Linked DNA regions of Rattus norvegicus: region 1 is linked to region 2. Evidence: chromatin contacts called from public Hi-C data. All regions are on one chromosome and are shown on one strand. Each heading gives the region's core, a stretch centred on a gene start, on an enhancer-like site or on the middle of the called end of the contact. The rest is flanking DNA. Distances are from core to core; before and after follow the strand shown. Region 1 has its middle 65 kb from the start of Cemip2. Region 2 has its middle 98 kb from the start of Gda.

Evidence for each region. A called contact is a pair of places that touch in the nucleus more often than the background predicts.
Region 1: a contact with region 2 is called in a Hi-C map of the Rat2 cell line, with 13 times the contacts expected there. The contact joins two enhancer-like sites. A contact is called at or near these places in 10 of 12 Hi-C or Micro-C datasets (the Rat2 cell line, Schwann cells, frontal cortex and 6 more).

Annotation. Positions count from the first base shown.
Region 1 is chr1:228,705,473-228,709,432 of GRCr8, forward strand. No RefSeq gene overlaps it. Among named protein-coding and RNA genes, the nearest start is that of Cemip2, 65 kb to the right of the region's middle. Within about 2 kb of position 2,134, at least 16 of the 93 cell types and tissues checked have an H3K27ac peak or open chromatin away from gene starts, as enhancers often do.
Region 2 is chr1:228,308,549-228,312,519 of GRCr8, forward strand. No RefSeq gene overlaps it. Among named protein-coding and RNA genes, the nearest start is that of Gda, 98 kb to the right of the region's middle. Within about 2 kb of position 1,548, at least 4 of the 93 cell types and tissues checked have an H3K27ac peak or open chromatin away from gene starts, as enhancers often do.

The DNA.
Region 1 (3,960 bases), core at 884-3,383, 400 kb after region 2:
GGTCTTCTTTGTACTTCAGAAAACTCCTTCCTGTTTTTGGTTTTGAGACGTGGTCTCACTATGTAGTACAGGCTAGCCTCAAACTCCTGTTTTTCCTGCCTCAGTCTCCTGGTTGCTGGGATTATAGGAATACACCATCACACCAAGATGAAAATCTTATAGTTCAGTGCCCAGAACGTAACCTCTCTGCTAAATTGTCTGCTTCAGTCAATCCATTGCTTCCCCGAAGGCTCACAGGGTTCCTTCTGGTTCCTCCCCTTTTCTCATATTGTGTAATTATTCTCCCATCTTGTCCTAAACCCCCAACTTCTGCAGAGCAGGGAAACTCTGGCCACCTTCATGATTAATCTCCACTTAACCTTAATTTGTTAACCCCTTATATTCAAGTTTCCATTTGCTGACTCTGGGTCCCTCAGGTCTGTGGTAGGAGGCTGACACTTAATAACTTTTTCCTAACTTTTCCTCCTTTATGATGAGATTCTGACATCCAGGCACCATCTTTGTTATGGTTCCTTATCCTACCAGGTCTTTCTCTTGACCAGAGTCCACCTTTAATGTTGTTTACTCTGCTTCCTGCAAGACTGTCTCCTCTATAAAAATAGCATGTCACCCTAATGACCCCTCTAAGAAAACAATTATTTATTTTGTATATATCTCCTGCTCAGTGAATTTACGTGGTCTAATCCTTTGTGCTAACAAGTAAAAGTTCTTCAAATATTAATAACAAAAACTAATACGGTACATCTAAAATTTACATGTCTGAGAGATTAGCGTTCTGAGCTCCTTGGAGAGAATGCCCTATTGGAGTCTTAAAGCCAGTCTGCCCACACTTTAGGGGAACAGTAAATGACTCTTTTCAACTCTCCAGGTTTCTATTGCTTTCCTATCATTCTGGACTGTAAATTTTGTAACTTAAAAAAAAAATCCTTGGAGAGGAAAAAGCAATTTTATCAGCAGAAAGGCATAGTCACTTTGAAATATCACTGGCAAGCTCCAAATGATGCCTAGGCTGATGAAGGTGTTTAAAACCTGTCCACAGAGAGTGAAAATTGGCTGGTCCCATGCTTCTTGGTCTTTCTAGTTCAGCGTTGTTCCCCATGCCTCATACCGTGCTTGATTCATGACTGGAGATCAAACATTTAGTGAGGTAAGTAAGAGAATGAGATCAGTATGGTTGTTTGAGGGAATGCCATTGCCTCAGTTTACTGGAACAAGTAGAAAAGACTATGGGTAGTTTCCTGAGCCCTCAGATTTGCCCAAAGCACCAGATGTATCCATTTAATAGGCAGGCAAGATGTTCGGCTCTACCGGCTAGAGGACTGTGAGCGTCAGAAGCTGTTCCTAGAACTCTGGGCTATGAAAATGCTATCTGGTCTCTCCATGTCTCTACTGCAGCTGCAGTTTTCTGTTGTGGCTTTACTGGAATAAAGGACTGTGTTAGCCATGGCTGTCCTCTCATCTGCTTTTTATCAACACAGGACAAGTTTCCTGTATTTGTTGGTGATGCGGAAATGACACAGCTGACATTAGCACAGAAGAGTGACTCAAAGTTACACTGTATCCCTCCTCTGCCCACCAACTCTTCCCGGTGTTATAACTTTGTGCTTTAAATGACACTGGGTTACTTTCTTTCCTTTCTTTTTCTTCTTTAGGATTTATTTTTTAATTTTAAGTTCCCATATGCATGTGCCCATGAGTGGAAGTGTCTGAGGAGGTCAGCAGGGGTGTAGGATCCTCTGGAATTGGAGTCACAGGCAGCTATGGGCTGCCTGACATGGGTACGGGGAGCTGAACTTGGGTGCTCTGCAAGAGGATGCAATCTTAATGGCCAAGCCATTTCTCCGGCCGGAAGCACTGACTTTTAAAAAGACCCACTTTATTTTCTGTCTGAGCTCATGGTCATTTGCATGGTAGCCAAGGCCAGATAATCTTGATCTATTGTGTGTCTTCGGTTTTCCAAAAACTTTGTTCCTTCTGCCGTTAGAGTCTGGAGAACTGACAAATGATGGTGTTGGGCCAGAGAAGGGAGAAAAGAGCCTTAAATCACCGAAATGTGGTGCGCTCTGTACAAGCTCAGCACGAACTGAAGGGGGGGAAGACTGAGAATAAGATTGGCTTCTTCAGGCTGGAACTGGATTGGCAGTGAGCGATACAGATGGATTCACGGGTTGAAGTCATTTTCTACTTCGGCCCCTGCTCAGTCTGTGGGGAACGGTGGAATCAGGAGTTAGCTGCAGGGTTTTGGGAGCAGGCCAGCATCTACATCTGTTCTCAACTGTAAGTGAACTGGAAAAACACTTTGAGGAAAAGCCAGTGAAGAGAGCACAGAATCTCTACTCCCGGAAAGGCCAGGGAAGAGGGGCTGATCCACCGTAAAGAGCTGAATTTAGAGGCCAACCTTTATGCAAATAAAACGTGGACGATTCTTCTGTCTGTGAAGAGTCAGTCTCGTTTCTGACAATATATGGGTCAGAATTGACAGTACACCACAGCCATGTTAACAGCAGGGGTCCTTGCTCCTAAGAATAAGCCCTGACCTTGGAGGAGGAGGTTGGAGGAAGGAAAGCTGAAGGCCAGCCTGACAGAGGTTGTGAGAGCTTGTCTAAAACACAGAAGATAAGGTAGCCAGGTAGGATTAAAGCCTTATACCTCCCACTATTTCTGGGTAGTCTGGGGCTCAACTTGAGTACTTTGATAACTCTAGATGCCCGACGCATTTTAGTGAATTTCATACAGGATTTTTTTGTCTCCCAACACATGGCTATTGTTGTAGGAACACTAGTAGTAATGGTTTGTCTTTTTTGCTTTTGATATGAAGAGGTTCTCTATCAGAGAAATGTCATGGCTAGCATGAGTTGGAGCAAGCTTTATTTATAGGAAGTAGTTTGGCAACACACGGGCCTGGGTTCAAATTCCAACTCTGTCATTTCCTGGCAGGCAAGCTGCTGTCTGACCTGCAGTGGCTTCACCTGAGATGGGGATCATAATATATGACTAACCAGGCTATTGGGAGGACTGCATGGATCCCTAGGCACCTAAATCAACCAGAAAAACATCAGCTCCCTCGCTCTCTCCTTAGTTCCATTTCTCCTTATCATCGTTATTATTTTTACTTAATTTTTTTTTTAGTTTTACTTATTATTTTTTTGTGGAAATGGGAATTTGACTCAGGACTTTGTGCAAGCACTCTGCCTCTGTGGATTTGGCCCTCTTTTTACTTTTATTTTGCAACAGCATTTCCTTGTATTATCCACTGCCTCTTGAACTTAGTCTGTAGCTCCTACTCTCATAAACCTACACTACCAAGTCCTATTTTTTTATTGATACAAATAATGATACTTATTAATGCATTTTAACTTGATACATACATTCATATAGAAATGATACAATCAGGGTAATTAGCATATATGTTGCTGTAAATAGGTTTACTTTCTTTCTTCTAAAGAATTATTTATTTATTTTATGTATGTGAGTACCCTGTATCTTTCTTCAGACACACCAGAAGAGGGGGCATCAGACCCCATTACAGATGGTGGTGAGCCAACATGTGGTTACTGGGAATTGAACTCAGGACCTTGGGAAAAGCAGTCAGTGTTCGTAACTGCTGGCCCCTATTTTTCATTTCTTCATGCCAATGACTGTCAAAATCTTTGTAATTAGGTTTTCTTATTCTTTTACACGGGGTTTTTTGTTTGTTTTTGTTTTCTTGGTTTGTTTTTGTTTTTGTTTTGATAAGGTTTGTCTGTGTATCCCTGACAGTCCTGGGACTCAAACCATAGACCAGGCTGGCCTCAAAATCAAAGATCTATCTGCCTCTGCCTCCTAAATGCTGGGATTAAAGGCATGGGCCACAACCACCCAGTAAAACAGGGTCCTTCTAAGTAGCTCTGACTAGCCTGGACCTCACTGTATAAATCAGGCTAGCCTCAAACTCATGGTGCTCTACCTGACTCTGCTTCT
Region 2 (3,971 bases), core at 298-2,797:
GGGGCAGGCTCTGAATGGGTGTTCCTTCTGCCTCTGTTCTAAACTTTGCCTCCCTATTCCCTGCCAAGGGTATTCTTGTCCCCCTTTTAAAGAAGGAGTGAAGCATTTTGATCATCCTTGAGTTTTTCATGTGTTCTATGCATCTAAGGTAATTCAAGCATTTGGGCTAATAGCCACTAATCAATGAGTGCACACCACGTGTGTTTTTCTGTGATTGGGTTACCTCACTCAGGATGATATTTTCCAGTTCCATCTATAAAAATAAATCTTAAACAAACAAAAAACCCCAAACACACAAAGAAAAAGGATGTCAGTGTCAAAATGCAAAGAAGTCCTGTAATTTTGGATCAGTTTTAGCTCATGTCACAGCCACTCAGTGTGTTAAAAGAGCAAGGAAAAATAGAAAGTAATACTTAAAACCCTCCAGATGATATTGAGGGAGACACTAAGGTCCTGCAGAAAAAGGTGGTTAGGGCTCACTGCAGAGAGAAATTGGCTTGGTTGCCTTGGGTCAGATCTGGTCCCTAGTCACTAGACAAACAGAATATAATTTTCCAAACCATAAGAATAGTAGCTAATACAAAGGGAAGTGGTTATGAGGACTAGGTAGAATTCATAGCATTAAGTCATGAGTAAGACAAGACTGATGGCTGCCCACCCAGAAGAAATGTGGTACTACTGAAGATGCTGTTGAAAACAGGAGCTAGAGAGGCATCCCCTGAACACAGCCTGGGCCAGGGCACCCTAGGCTGCTGGGTAGAACAAGGATCGGGGGGCAGGCTCACTGTATTGGCAGCCCCCTAGAACTGTTGATCTAATAAAAGGGTGTGGGAAACAAAATTCCAGGAAAGTGTGTGTCTTCACATTGTCTGAGACCCTGGGCCATGTGACCCCCACTTTAATGAAGAGGCAGAGAAAGCACACAACAGACCACTGTAGAGAAATCTTTACCGTGTGCACCTCGTGATAGACAGAGTCTAGAGCATTGGTTCTCAACCTTCCCCACGGGTTTCATATCAGACATCCTGCATAGCAGATATTTCCATTGTGATTCATAGCAGTGGCAAAATTAGAGTTATGGCGTAGCAATGAAATAATTTTGCGATTGGGGATCAGCGCAGCTGGAAGAACTGTATTAAGAATATACATTATAATATAATATAATGTCACAGCATAGGAAGGTTGAGAATCACTACTTTAGATGGAATTCGGGAGCCTAGTGAAAGCACCCCAAGGGACCTTCCATCTTGAAGCATCTGTCTGGAGTCCTCTACTGATAAACGTTAGTGTTACTAGCTGCCAAAGGAAGGCTCTGGTCACATTGAACAGGGGCGCATCTGAAGCTGAGAGGCGGGAAGTCGCTACTCCCACAACATGCTGTGCTTATGGACCCCTCATTTCAGTTATCCATTAGACGGGAGAGAACTGTCACAAAACAGAGTGTCTTGTAAATGGCGACCTTCCCATGAGTCTGTAGGCCAATGGAGTTGAGCTGTGAGTAATGTGATGTCACTCCGAGGACTGAGTTTAGTCACTCAACTGGGCTAGTTCAGAGATTGTTTGCATGCGTGGTGTCTTCAAGATGGCTGGAAGGCTGGGTTGTGTAGTGATGTACTCCCCCACATCCAGTCTCCACCTCTCTACCCTCCCCTCCTTCTCTACCCTGTCTCCCTTCCTTCACCACTTTGGCTTACTCTCCATGAAATATGGTACTTATTTACCTCTATGTACGTTTTCATCTGGGTTGTCTACACAACCTCTTCCGTACAGACTTCTTAAATCATGGCTTACACTTTCCAAAAGCCCCAAAGCAGATGTTTGCAGGCTTTCTCCAAGGCCTACCCCAAGAATCAGCACGTCACTCCTGCTGAACGCTAATGGCTGACGTGAGCCCCAGGTGAAGGCCAGATTTAGTGTGTTAGGGAACTACAAAGCAGGCACACACCCAGGGAGGCCAGCTAGGTTGGCCTGTCTATGAATGTCAAGCTTAGCCATCTGTTTCCTATAAAATGGAATCAATATTGCCTGACTCACAATCATCACCATTTTAAAATAATAACCACCTAGCAGCAACATTTTTATAGAGATTAAAAAGGACATGAGGAACGCCCCTTCCCCCTCCCTCCCCACCCTTTTGGCTCTCGGGAGTTATTGAAAACTTCCTTTCATGTGCATCTATTCATGCCTTGGCCACTAGGTGGCACACTGGTTAAACATTATCTTCATTCACCTCCAGGGATTGCTGCCGGAAAATGCCAAGTTTACATCTTGAAGGAAACATCAGTTCCTTTCACTTTCAAATAATAATTTTGCTAGACTGAATGTGTCTAGCAAATTCTCTTCTAATAATTTATGTGGCTCTATAGGAAATGAGTTAGATATAACGAATTTCCCATCAGTGCAGATGTGTAAGTAGAAGCTGGCCAATCATTTGGCACAAGAAAATTGCTAATAGAAATATTTTAACTCTACCTCCATATCTATTTTCTGTAAATAGTGGAATTACCTTTTTTCAGACTACACATGTCCACTATCTTCATCTGCTTTTGTGCTGACGTCACGGAGCTGAGTGGCTGGCCCAGAACCCGCTGAGGTTCTCCCACTTTATCTACAGAACCCAAAGCACGAACTCTCCAGCTCTTTACAGAGACAATTTGCAGGCCTCTGGGCTAACGTGCAAACTTAGAACCAACTCTTGCTAACTGCCCTATTAAGGCCCCTTATTTGGTTTGGTCTAGGATCCAACCCAGTTGCTTAACTTCTGTTGTCTGAGAAGTTGATCTTCCTTTCCCTTATAACTTTGAGACCATTACGTGAGTCAAGTCAACAAACTTCTGGATTATAGAAGCAGCATGCACGGTGCTGGCCATTGCTGTTGCTCCTGTCCTGGTTTTACTTTTCATTTAAATATATGCATATCTTTCAAGAAGCAATACATAAGATCATTACAAAGTTTAGATACTACGAATGCAAAAGAGAAAGCTGTGAAACGTACATTGAATTCCCAATTCCTGCAGAGGTAACTGCTCAATATGTTGCAAGCAGCTCCACGGGGCTGCAAAGTTGCGTGGGCTTTGCAGACTGTTACAATACAATGACACGCAATTACGAAGATATTTTTGTGTTTGTGTATAGAATAGATTCCCCAGAGCTAAACGTCAGAGGATGTACCTTTAGTTTTTGAAAACTGTCATTTGCATTCTCCTCAGTTTATTCCCCTTGCTCTCTCAGTAGTAACAAACAAGACAGCTATTTTATGCAAATGTGATAAGGGGGGGATGCGCGCATGTGTGCGTGTGTGTGTGTGCGCGTGCGCGCGCGTGTGGGGTGTTTGCGCGAGTGTGCACGTGCACGTGCGTGTGTGTGTGTGTGCGCATGTGGGGTGTGTGTGTGTGTGTGTGCGTGCGTGCGTGCGTGTGTGTGTTTTCTCAGGGACTATATGAAGTGCTTGATTACTGTGGTATATTGTGTTGGGTTTGAGATTCAAACAGCAGAGGTGCATATTTAATATACCAAAGTGGACCTGGCCTCCAGGTTCACCCAGCATCCCTCAATCCCTACTTAGCAACCAACACCCTCTACCCTGAACTTCCCAGCCCAGGGGCTGGCTTTGCCTCCCCAAGAGGCTCTTTCATATATAATACAGACATTTTAGTCCCCATCTTCGCTGCTGCTGCTTCTTCGTCTTCTTCGTCGTCGTCTTCTTCTTCTTCTTCTTCTTCTTCTTCTTCTTCTTCTTCTTCTTCTTCTTCTTCTTCTTCTTCTTCTTTTCTTCTCCTTCTTCTTCTTTTCTTTTCTTCTTCTTCTTTTCTTCTTTTCTTCTTCTCTTCCTCCTCCTCCTCCTCTTCCTTTCCTTCTACTCCTCCTTCTTCCCCCCTCTCAATCTCTCTCCTCCCTCACCTCCACCACTCCACTCTCCTCCTCTCTTCACCTTGTCCTCCTCCCCTCTGTCTCCTCATGGATACCTCCCT